2 separate regions of the Bactrocera dorsalis genome follow, and region 1 is linked to region 2. A link is a contact called in public Hi-C data. All regions are on one chromosome and are shown on one strand. Each heading gives the region's core, a stretch centred on a gene start, on an enhancer-like site or on the middle of the called end of the contact. The rest is flanking DNA. Distances are from core to core; before and after follow the strand shown. Region 1 overlaps LOC105223423 (LIM and SH3 domain protein Lasp). Region 2 holds the start of LOC105223423 (LIM and SH3 domain protein Lasp).

Region 1 (5,305 bases), core at 1,655-4,154, 50 kb before region 2:
ATGAGTTTTGATGCTTTATATGCAGTTAGAACAATATTACAGGCTCTGCGAACCAGAAAATACCTCAAGTGTAACGAATAATTAATTTTCGAAAATTATTTCTGCTTTTACATACAAATTAGGCCTTAAAGTTTATAAAACAAAATAATTAATTTAGCCGCAGTAAGATTAATTGTGAAGGTAGGGTATACTAAACCACAAAAATACCTTAAAATTTTTCTTCTTTCATTATTGCCATCGTAGCCACTATTTTTATGCTCATAAATTACACTGTGCTACAAACTAAGCATGTATTTCTCTATGTACATATGTACATACATATCATCACCTAAAATGCAAAATAACGTAAAATCACTTTTCATAAGTTTACAGGCGGAGGAGATATAATATAAACCGCCCATATTAAAAAAAAAAATGAGTTTTGGTTATACATATATAGGTTATAATTCGGTTACAAAATGGTTATATATAGGTTACAAATTGGTTACATATTGGTTATAAATTGGTTATATATAGGTTATATCTGACAGCGTGAGCTGAATGCTACATATGTATATGTAGAGAATCGGTGGCAATTTTCATTTTTTTTTTGCATTTTAGGTGACGATATGTATTTCTGTATACCGGATAGCGCCATAACCATTTTCGGAGTTGTAATTTGAACAACAATTCGAGTGTCTTCACTGGCTGATCAAAAATCAAATGCAATTAGCTCTAGTCTACTGTACAGTTTTAGTTCGATGGTCTAAACACAATGCGGCAGTTATGTATGAAATAATTAATGAAAATTAATGAGCTTAAATTTGTACACTAACGAGCATAATGTGAGACCATAAAATGAATCAGTTTGAGGCGCAAAGCCGGGTGCACACTTTTCATAATTATAAATAAATATATAACACATTGCTTGTTTACGGCAAATAGTGGAAGCATCACATACCTCGGACGTCGGCGATCTCAGCCGCCTCGCGCTGCTTCTCCATAGCTGCCTTCTTCTCCAAGTCGCCATGATATGCAATGTTCGAAATGATTTTTGTATTCTGCTTGATTCGTAATGTTTCGGGATCGTCGGCGACCTGTTGGCAATATATAAATATACATAAATATGTGTGCTCAAATATTGTTTGCAAATAAATAAAATACATTTTGAAAGTTATACAAACAATCAATTGGACTTTAATTGTGTGCGAATGTTTCGAAACACATTGGATTTTGATTATTTAGGCAAACAAGAATTTTTTAGCATTTATTTCAACTGTTTAATGAATTATGCTTAATAATGCAATACTCGTATGCCACCAAAAAATAAATTTCACTCACCTGTGTAAATTTGCCTTTAGATTTTTCAAAGTCTTCGTGATACTTCACATTCGATTGGATTTTTGTGTTTTCTGCTATTCGCTTCAGTTCGGGTGTGTCCGCAATGACGGTTGCTTTGGCCTTTGGAATGTGCCTGCAGTAAAAGTAGAATTTAATTAGTGAATGAATTCTCCGGGTAAATCATATTTCAAAAAAAGGTATTTTACTAAGTTGATAGGCCTATCTTTAGTTAGTATGCCAAATATGAGCGCGATCTGTCAATCAGTTGGTTTACAGCAGCTGCTTAAGTCGGTACACCTCAACAGTGCGTTGCGATTTTTTCAATGGATAAATTTATCGGACAAAGGATTAGGCTCAAATTTTCATGTGCAGAATCGTTGCGAATGTTGGAAAAGGCTTATGGCGATTCAATTTTATCAAAATCACAAGCCTACGAGTGGTACAAAGCCTTCAAAGACGGTCGGGAAGACATTCGTTGAAGACATGCATCGTTCTGGACGACTTTCGACCTCTTCAAATTATGAAAATATTAAAACAGTGAAAGATATGTTGCTTGAAAATCAAACATATCATGACAAATGTTAGAGAGACGGCAAGAGAACTCGACATCTCCCGCAAATTAGTTTGAATGATTTTGTGTATTGGGTATGAAACGCGTTCTTGCTCGACTCGTTCCGATGAAGTTGACATTTTTTCAAAAAGAGTAGGGCCAACAGGTCTCTTTGGACATGCTTGATCGTCCGACATTCTTGGAGAGCATTATAACAGCCGATGAGACATGGCTTGATGAGTTTGAGGTGCAAAGAAGTCAATAGTCACCGGAATGGAGGGAAAAAACAAGCCAAAACCAAAGAGACAGCGCCAAAGCTGCTCAAAAATCAAGGTGTTGCCCATTGGGTTTTTCGATATTCGAGGTTTGGTGCATCATGAATTTGTTCCGGATGGTCAAATGGAAATTGCCGATCCGTGGAACTCATTTTTAGTCGATTGAAGAGATAAAACAAAATTCGCTGAAGGAGCTGAAGGCCATCCTAAAAAGTGCTTATGAAAAGTGTTCCGAGGACTGGCAAAATCGTTGGCATAAGTACATTACACCTTATGGGGATTACTTTAAAGATCTTAATCCTAAAATGAAACATCAAAAACTAATATACCAACAAAACTATTTAGCTCGAACCTGCTTCCAATGAGGTTGCCCCTTTGTGATACTTCAATAGTAAAGTTTGTCACAGTAACCCGATTTTTAGAAGAATGGAAAGAACGATCGAGTAATACAAAAACGTAGAATCAAATACTTTTTAACATTTGGAACTTGATACCAGGGAGTATTATAAATTCATAATTAATTTGCTCTTCTTAGTCTGATCAAACAACTTTATATACAAGTATATACTTATATGTAAAAGTATATTCCCCGCTAACAGGTGTTTGCATAACAAGTTCCACCGGACAATTAAGAATTAATGAAATCTTATCTCGGCGATAATAAATAATAGAAAAACAACATAATTAATAAACTGAGTAAACAAATGGCACTCTACACACATACAAACCCATACAAACCAACACACATGGACACAAAACCACCAACTAATCATCAACGGAGCTTTTACACACGAGCGCGAAGCAATTAATGCAACTTGTTGTGAGTGTCACCCTCAACCGAATCGATGGATCGTAAAATTTTGTAATAAACAATACAAAACAACAAATAACTGCATTGCTGACGTTTAGCCGTCAATCAGTGAGAGCGACTGGGAAAGGAAGAGAGGAAAGCATGAAAAAGTGATCATTCTGCGGTAAACGCGATACGAGCGCCACATGAACCGTTACAAAAACGACAACAACAACAAGTTGGTGGTTAACCTATTATTGCGATAATTGGTGGCGGCAATGAGGTGTTAACGATGTTGACACATTCGGAAAATAATTGAAAGCTTTTGCATTTCTCTCTGTTTGCTTCATTCATAAAACAGAGACTGATAAGATATGAGATGATATATTGAGTGCAATTGACTTCTATCTAGCACATTTTAACTGGAATGATGATAAAACTGCATTTGGTCATTTCCGAATTAAATGGCATCTCTGGTGTGGCGAGTTCGTCGCATTTGGCATTCGTGACAGATTCAGCTTGTGCAAGAACTGAAGCCCTCGACCTGCTCAAGCGAATCGCTTCACTTTAAGAGCTCTGAAATGTTCCAAGACGATCTGACGTTTTTGAGCCAAATTTTGTTCAGCGATAAAGACAATTCTGGGTCAATGGGATTGTAAGAAAGCAAACTGCCCCACTTCGGATGAAGAGCAACCTGAAGAGATTCATTAGCTGTCATCTCATCCAGAAAAAAACAACTTTCATCCTGCAGTCCTTTAGGAAATTTCATCACATAGTATATCGTTTTTAGTGATTTCCGCATTCCCTGTATTGGTTCGCAAACCAGACGGATGGCACTTTCGGCAATTTTATCAGCTATGTCGTTTCCTGGAATTCCTTTGTGGTCTAGGATGCAGTATATATGCAGACGCTTTCCGGCAGGCACTACATCTACTGCCTCTCTACTTTTTATGACGGGTATTTGATCTACTCTATGTTGTTTCCTGTGTTGTTAGCTAACTCAGCCACTTTCCTCTCCACAAATTCTTCCACATAGAATATAATGCATTCCGAAAGTTTAGGGTTGCCTGAGATCCAGGTGCTTATTGAGCTGTAAGTTAGAGACCTTCGTAGGGAATTCATCTATTGGCGCCAATTTTGTAGCTAACTTTGCTACACAACTTTCTACTGCAATGTTGATTGGTGGTAGGTTAAGAAACCTTTCTAACTCATCTGGTAGAGTGGTTCTTAATGTCTGTAGACCCTGGCATCTTCTTACATGCACATAGGGCACCACTGGTATTTTTTCATTTCAAAACTACTCCCAGGTACTTGATATGTTCCTTAATTGTTAATTCAACCACGTTGAAGCTCGGGGGTTTTCATAACGGGTTTTTGTACCTCCTTGTACGGATTACCACATCTGTCTTATCGCCACTTACCACTAAGTTGGCCGATATCGCCCATCGGTGCATGACCCTTATGGCGTTGCCCATTACTTTACTGATTGTGTCTATGAACTTCCCCGTCACGGCATAAGTTATCAGCTTGGGTGTTAAGCAGATAAGATAAGTCCGCATTCGTAGTGGCCATAAGTCGCAAATTCTGTTTAAACATTAAATGCTTTTTGCCAAGTATTAGCTATGGAAGAAACGAAACCCTTTACTTATAGACACAAATTCCGACAAAGGAGGAAACCTCCGTAAAAGACACAGAAGGAAGAAGTCTGCCCCGCTTTGTTGAGGCCACCATTTTCTATGTAAACAAACAGTGTTTTATTACGAAATGCCTCAATTGCTCTTTCGGATGACCGCGTTGCGAAGAAATGTGCGGCTTAAGTCCTTGTAAAAGTGCCACAACGGATGGTCTTATGCTCGTTACACTTGCGGCTTCCTTACTTGTTAATGGGCTAAATGCTTCAAAAGCAATTAAAGGAAAATCGATATGTTGTACAGTGCCACAACCGCGTGTGTGTGTGTGTGGGCATTGCAAAGTGCATTGTTCGCGGCTGTTGTCTGCGGCGTTGCGTATTTCCTTTGGTCCTTCGCTTAATGTGACCAGAAAGCAACTTCAAAATGCAGCACGGTTCAATGAACTCCACGCGAAAGGACACGACAAAACGAGTGGCGGAAGGAGAAAAACCCCCAAAGACAATAATTCAAGTAATTTCGTTTCGATTTTCACTCGTGAAGTGAGCAGCGGCGCAGGGAGTTGTAAGACCGCTGGCGCTGTCAATGATAAATTCGTAATCGAAAGCGCGTAATTGTAAACAAAACGATTGAAGTTGGCGTGTATCGAAGGGCCGCCATCAACAAGTCATTGTGCAAGAAACCCCTCATAGGCACCACTCATCCATATGTGCCCATCAACCAGCACTTACCAGTAACCGTG
Region 2 (5,778 bases), core at 717-3,216:
AAAGAACTATTTGTGAATGACTTCCAATTTGTATGAGTACTTATAGACATTTGCATAGATATGTACATATGTATGTACAAAAGTAAGAAATTGCAACAATAATTCGCTTCCGGTCTGCGGTTATGACAATTCTACTTTATTGCAGAAAATGTATGCGCAACTGCACAGCAATGTAAAAATTTATGTATGCTCATGTGTATGTATGTATGTTTTTATATTGAAATTAGGTCTAAGAATCCTTTCAAAAAAATTCGGTGTGTGTACACCTGCACCAGGTAAAGTTAATATTAATTGCAGTCATCAGAATAAAATAAATGCCCACTCAACTCACTATGCACATACATATGTACATAAGTATACAAATAAACAAAAATTAATTGTATTTACATAAAGCAAATGCATAATGATTATATAGGAGATATGCAGATCGGTGCCTTCCCAATTCAAAGTAAAGGAAAAAATCATAGTAAACGAAAAATCTGCGCTTTACGCATAATTTTGTAGGTAAAATTAAATTCATATAGAAAATCAAACAAAACGTTCAGCAACATTTTTACTCTTAAAGTCATTGTTGTCTTATCACGTCGGGGTTGTCTTGTTAGTTTCGTCGTTTGTGTCTTTGTTCGTCTTTCTCACTACGCGTAGCACAATCGGAATATTTTTAAACAAGCACATTAAAAATAATTGCAAAAAAAAATAAAATAATAATGAGACACACGGAGTAAAGAGAAATTACATTTCACATAGAAGATAAATGCAACAACTTTTCATAAATGCATAATTAATGGAAATGTTCTTAACTCTTGAAAAAGTTCCAAACAACAAAGGCACTGCCAATTTTTTGGGCACACCTGTTGTCCCGTTTTTACACATGTCAACTGGGAAACGCAACCAGCTCTGAGCGGCAAAAAACAACTAATAAGAGTTTATGAATATGGCATTTGTATGCACAACTAGTTTCTACCTGTTATTTATTTATAATTATGAAATGATTAAGCGAAAGGTCAAACTTAAACTCACTTTATCCAAACATTTCAACTCTTCGATAGGATACACCACTTTCTGACAGCGAGCACAAGTTTTATTCATTTTGCGACTGTTCTTCTAGTGTTTGGTTGCGGCTACTAGTATTCCCTTGCTTCGTTGTTTATTCGCCTGTTGATGCAGTGGATCGCGCGTGCGCACTATAGTGTCACCTACAGATGCTATTTTTTGTTTTATTATAATTCACGTTTCACCGGGATGTGGCTCAGTAAGCCCTGCAATTCGTGTAACTTGGAACTGCTTTAGGAAATCAAAAATCTTATTTGTATTTACTCAATTATATCACACACACTAAACTCGTTTCAATTTTTAAGACTTTTGCATTGGTTCACCGATCAAATATGTATTTTGCAGAAAATTTAGTTCCAAATTTATATTGTAGTAAAATTTCTAATATCTATTGGTTGTTTTCAATAAACTAAAGAACTGAAAAGTGACTGAAAACACCCAACAGACCGAATGTAGGAATTCAATCAGAAAAATCCAGTTGGTGTCAGCCGATGTTGTTTGTGCACTGGCTGTGTTGCTTGGGTGAACCTTTACAAGAATTCGACTTTTTAGATGTGCTCTTTTCGTTTACACACTTTTTCAGCTTTGCCAATTCGTTTCTGCTCTGTGCACTAACCACTAAAATAACAAAACGCGAAACGATCGACGGCAAATGGCTGAGCCCAGAACCAAGTTATAACCAATTGGAAAATATTTATACCTTCCGCAATGGCAAATTTTCTAATTAGATTGTCACTATTAAGTAGTTTTCACTAATTGCACTTTGTTATTTATATTTCACTAATAATATTAACATTCCCGTGTTCCTGCTGAAAGGTATATTTTTAAATTTAATAAACGCTTTTTAACTGCTACGCGATAAATACAAAATAGTAAGTTCACTACCAGCGCAAGAGAAAGACTGAGTAAAAGCAAAATTAAAAATACGAACCAACTGGAGTCGCTCCAATTGCCGCCGTTGGAGCCAACACAGAGTTGCTTTTTATGGCATGCGGAATACTTAATATTGAACACTTGTGGAATAATATTGTACAATCATGAATTCATTTATTGCACAAAGCTTATTTCGGCTTACCAAATGAAAAATATTAAATGCAATAATATATTTAAGTCTTGTAGCTTTGCCTATTGCTGTTATTTTGAATATTTTATTAAGAAAAGGCAAGACTACTACAATAAATACAGTTTAGTGTTTCAACGATAAAACGGTGGATATTTAATATTCTCCAAATAAACACAGCCATAATTAAACACAGCTGGTGGGAATATCAATATTCACAATATCAAAATATTAGAAACTATTTTCGAACCTTTCACAAAAACAATATTATTGCTCTCATATAATTATATTCCCATTCAATTTTATGAGATTATCACGAGAATAGAAAGATAAACTGAAAATATTGTGCTAATTGTATTTGCGCTTCTCCACCAAAACGTGAATTGCAACAATCATTCACAATGTGTGCGGCAAAGTGTCAATCACTTATTATCCTTCCTTCCCATATCCTTTTCCGTCATTGAATTTCCAATGAAAGTAGTAATTCGGTCATCGGTTCGGCGACAATGAAAGGCGTTGCACTGAAAAATTCCTATTCCTACTCAAATAAATTCAACAATGAAAGTGCAATGCGTTGAAACGGGTTAACAAAAAAGTGCGTCCGAATTTACGGTACTATTGCATTAATTAAACGGAAGTGTTACCAGGAACGTCGCTGCTTTCGAAAATTTGCTTAACAAGTCTGTGAAAGATGATTTTGTGTATCCGAAAAGTTGTGCGTCAATTACCATGAACAAAAAATTGCTTATTAGTTTTCTTACATTTTACATTAAGAACAATTTACCCAAAGCAATATTAATAAAAAGAATAATCCCCCTTTCGCACTTCACATACGGTGTAGCGAGCCTTCTTAGCCCAAATACTACACCGAGGCGTTGATACAGTGAAAAATCGATAAAAGTTGCTGTATTCGAAATGCCGGTGATGCAGTCATACCGTCAGGCTGTCGGCTAAACAGCTATCACATTGCTCATCTACACATCCACCAAGAATACGACACAACAACAAAAACGAGAATAAAAATACAAACAAAGCGGTGTGCAATAAAAAGAGCCAAAAACAAAACACGACATCCCTTGGAAAGTAAACAAAACAAATAAATTATGATGAAAGCGGATGAATTGTGAGTGAAAAAGGTGCTGACTGGTTTCCATGACATTATCTACGTTTCATTAAGCCGCCTGTAATTAGTATGCAATGTCCAATGGTTTGACACCAAAAATGAACCTAATAGCTTAATAGGTGAATCCTAAAAGTTTAGGTAAAAAGTAGTAAAGCTACTGATAAAAATTTATTTAAATAAATTGATTAATAATCACAAAATATGTAATAGATTTTATGGTTGATATTAAACGCGAATATGAATACTTTCTAATTTTACTGTGATATTATTATTGTTTGAAAATCTCCTTCCAAGCACCAAAGATAAAATTATTTAGTTTACTAATACCTTGGCAAATGCTACAAAGTATTCAAAGGTGAAATATTCCTCGAAGATTAACCAAAGATAGCAACACAATATAAGAAACTTCGCAAATTGGCGAAGAGAAACTGGAAAGAGCCCAATATGCAAACGCTCCGCAAAAAGACCAGTCCCTGCAAATGTAAGTGTCTACTTGTAAATTTTACTGCAATATTTTAACTTTATCTTATATTTTTGCTGAATTAATCTATAATTTTTCCTTTTTGCTTATTTATTTATTTCAAAAATTTTCGAGCGAATATTTTCTTATATCATTTTATGCTGGGTGTTGCTAAAACAGAACGTCATGTCAAATACAACTCTGCTTGAAGTATCTGCACCTGCAGTGCACACACACATTAAAAGAACGAATGTATCTGACAGTTTGCCACACGAAACAGTAGCAAGCAGAATATTCTGCTGCAGATACATTTGTATTTATTAGATGCATTTATTGTTTGACAGGCAGCTGCACAGTGATTTTATTTACATTTAAAAATTGTTTGTTTAATACAAATTTAACAAATTGATATAACAGTGTGTCGAAAAAATATAAATAAATAACGAATCCATAACACGTTTAATTGGGAAAAGTTAATGGTTTATTCACGAAGCAACTTTGAAATGTGCAAATATTGATCGCGGAACAGTTGCAGCATTTGCAGAGAAAATTTAAAAGTGAAGATGTTACGCTAGTGATACACTTTGAATTATCATCTACGTTATCGAAATATTGAATTGAGAAATGTTTAAGTGAATTTCTAGTTGTGTCCGTAATAATAATATTGAATCGCTGTTGAAAAAATTTGCAATGAAAAATCAATAAACGCAAAGGAGACACCGCGACAGGCACGAAAGGAAATACATATGTATGTACAAATGTAGATAGTGATGATGCCCGCTTCTGACGAAGGAATGCGACAAAGCTGACTAGTTGTTACGAATTCAACTCGTAGGAGCTGACGTTTATTTACGTACATATGGATATGTACATATATAGTACATATATTTTATTAGCAGACAAAAGCATGAAGGAAAGCAAAATTGACAATTGCCATTTCGCCTGGACATTATAATCATTGAATAAATATAAACAATACGTGCATGACAATGTCAACCTAGACTACAGCGAGATACTAAAGGAAGCGTTTTGTTTATACTTGTGCATATATGTATGTATGTGCACCCACATGCTTACATTCCTAAATGTGATTGTGTGCGTGCTTCTGTGACTGCCTGTCACTTCCAGATACACTACGCTACTGCCTGCAAATAATAGCACAAGCGCACCTACAATCACACGGTCAGCGCAGTGTGGAGAACCTACAATACTATTAATCTACGTGCATAGATAGATACATACATATGTATGTACGTTGTGCAAAGCCATAGCTAAGCAAACAGTGTACGCGGTGGCTGCGGTGGAATTTTGCGCTATTGACCGAATAAAATAAAATAAGCATTATGCTTTAAGCAGAGGAAGTCTCCAGTTCAACACACAACTCACCCTGCAGAGGCTTGGCCCACATTAAATTCTACGAATAAATGAATATAAGTGAAAACAAATCAACGATTGAAGATAAACTGCAGCGGTAGCGGGTGAACGCCGGCAATGTGGCGCTACTTGAATTCGCTGGGGATGGTATGAAGGCTGATGATGTGATCGTTGACGCCTGATTGGGTGTTTTCGTAGTAACGCGTTAATACACACACACACACACACATTTATTTCAGCTTCCGAATATGCACTCATGTGTAACAACAAAACACTTGTACTTGTATTGTTATAGTGAGAATAAACAATTTTGCTTTTAACAATAATAGCAACATTAAGCAATTACAACAAGCAAAATAAGCAACGTACATACGTATAATAAATAAGTCCAATTTTCAAGCATACAATAAATACATTGCAAATAGTCGATGCAGAGATATTCCATAGCATCGAAAATAAAAGATAATCCAAAGGCCTAAAGGTCAAATTTCGCAGATTGTCAATTACGTTACGACAGCTTCCTCGTCACTAAACATATTGGATTTCCATTGAGAAATGTCATTGCGCGTATAATACTCACATTAGGCAATCACCACAATAGCTTAGCAGCACAGTATTTAACATCGTGATTGGGGTTGAGCGCGGTTGAGCGCTACACATTGTCATCAGAGACTATGGTTAAGTCATTGGTTTCGAAGCTATCGGCCG

What was found. A called contact is a pair of places that touch in the nucleus more often than the background predicts.
Region 1: a contact with region 2 is called in a Hi-C map of whole body, with 8 times the contacts expected there. The contact joins the enhancer-like site here to the promoter of LOC105223423 in region 2. A contact is called at or near these places in 2 of 2 Hi-C or Micro-C datasets (both in whole body).

Annotation. Positions count from the first base shown.
Region 1 is chr5:6,943,375-6,948,679 of ASM2337382v1, reverse strand. LOC105223423 (LIM and SH3 domain protein Lasp) reads right to left here. Exons shown (of 8, transcript XM_049457303.1): 4 at 1,321-1,453; 5 at 941-1,076. Among protein-coding and RNA genes, the nearest start is that of LOC105223422, 12 kb to the left of the region's middle. Within about 2 kb of position 2,904, the one cell type or tissue checked has open chromatin away from gene starts, as enhancers often do.
Region 2 is chr5:6,892,145-6,897,922 of ASM2337382v1, reverse strand. LOC105223423 (LIM and SH3 domain protein Lasp) reads right to left here and starts at 1,966. Exons shown (of 8, transcript XM_049457303.1): 1 at 1,754-1,966; 2 at 1,021-1,281. The coding sequence starts at 1,089. LOC105223426 (protein disabled) reads left to right here and starts at 2,554. Exons shown (of 10, transcript XM_049457284.1): 1 at 2,554-3,717. The coding sequence starts at 3,681.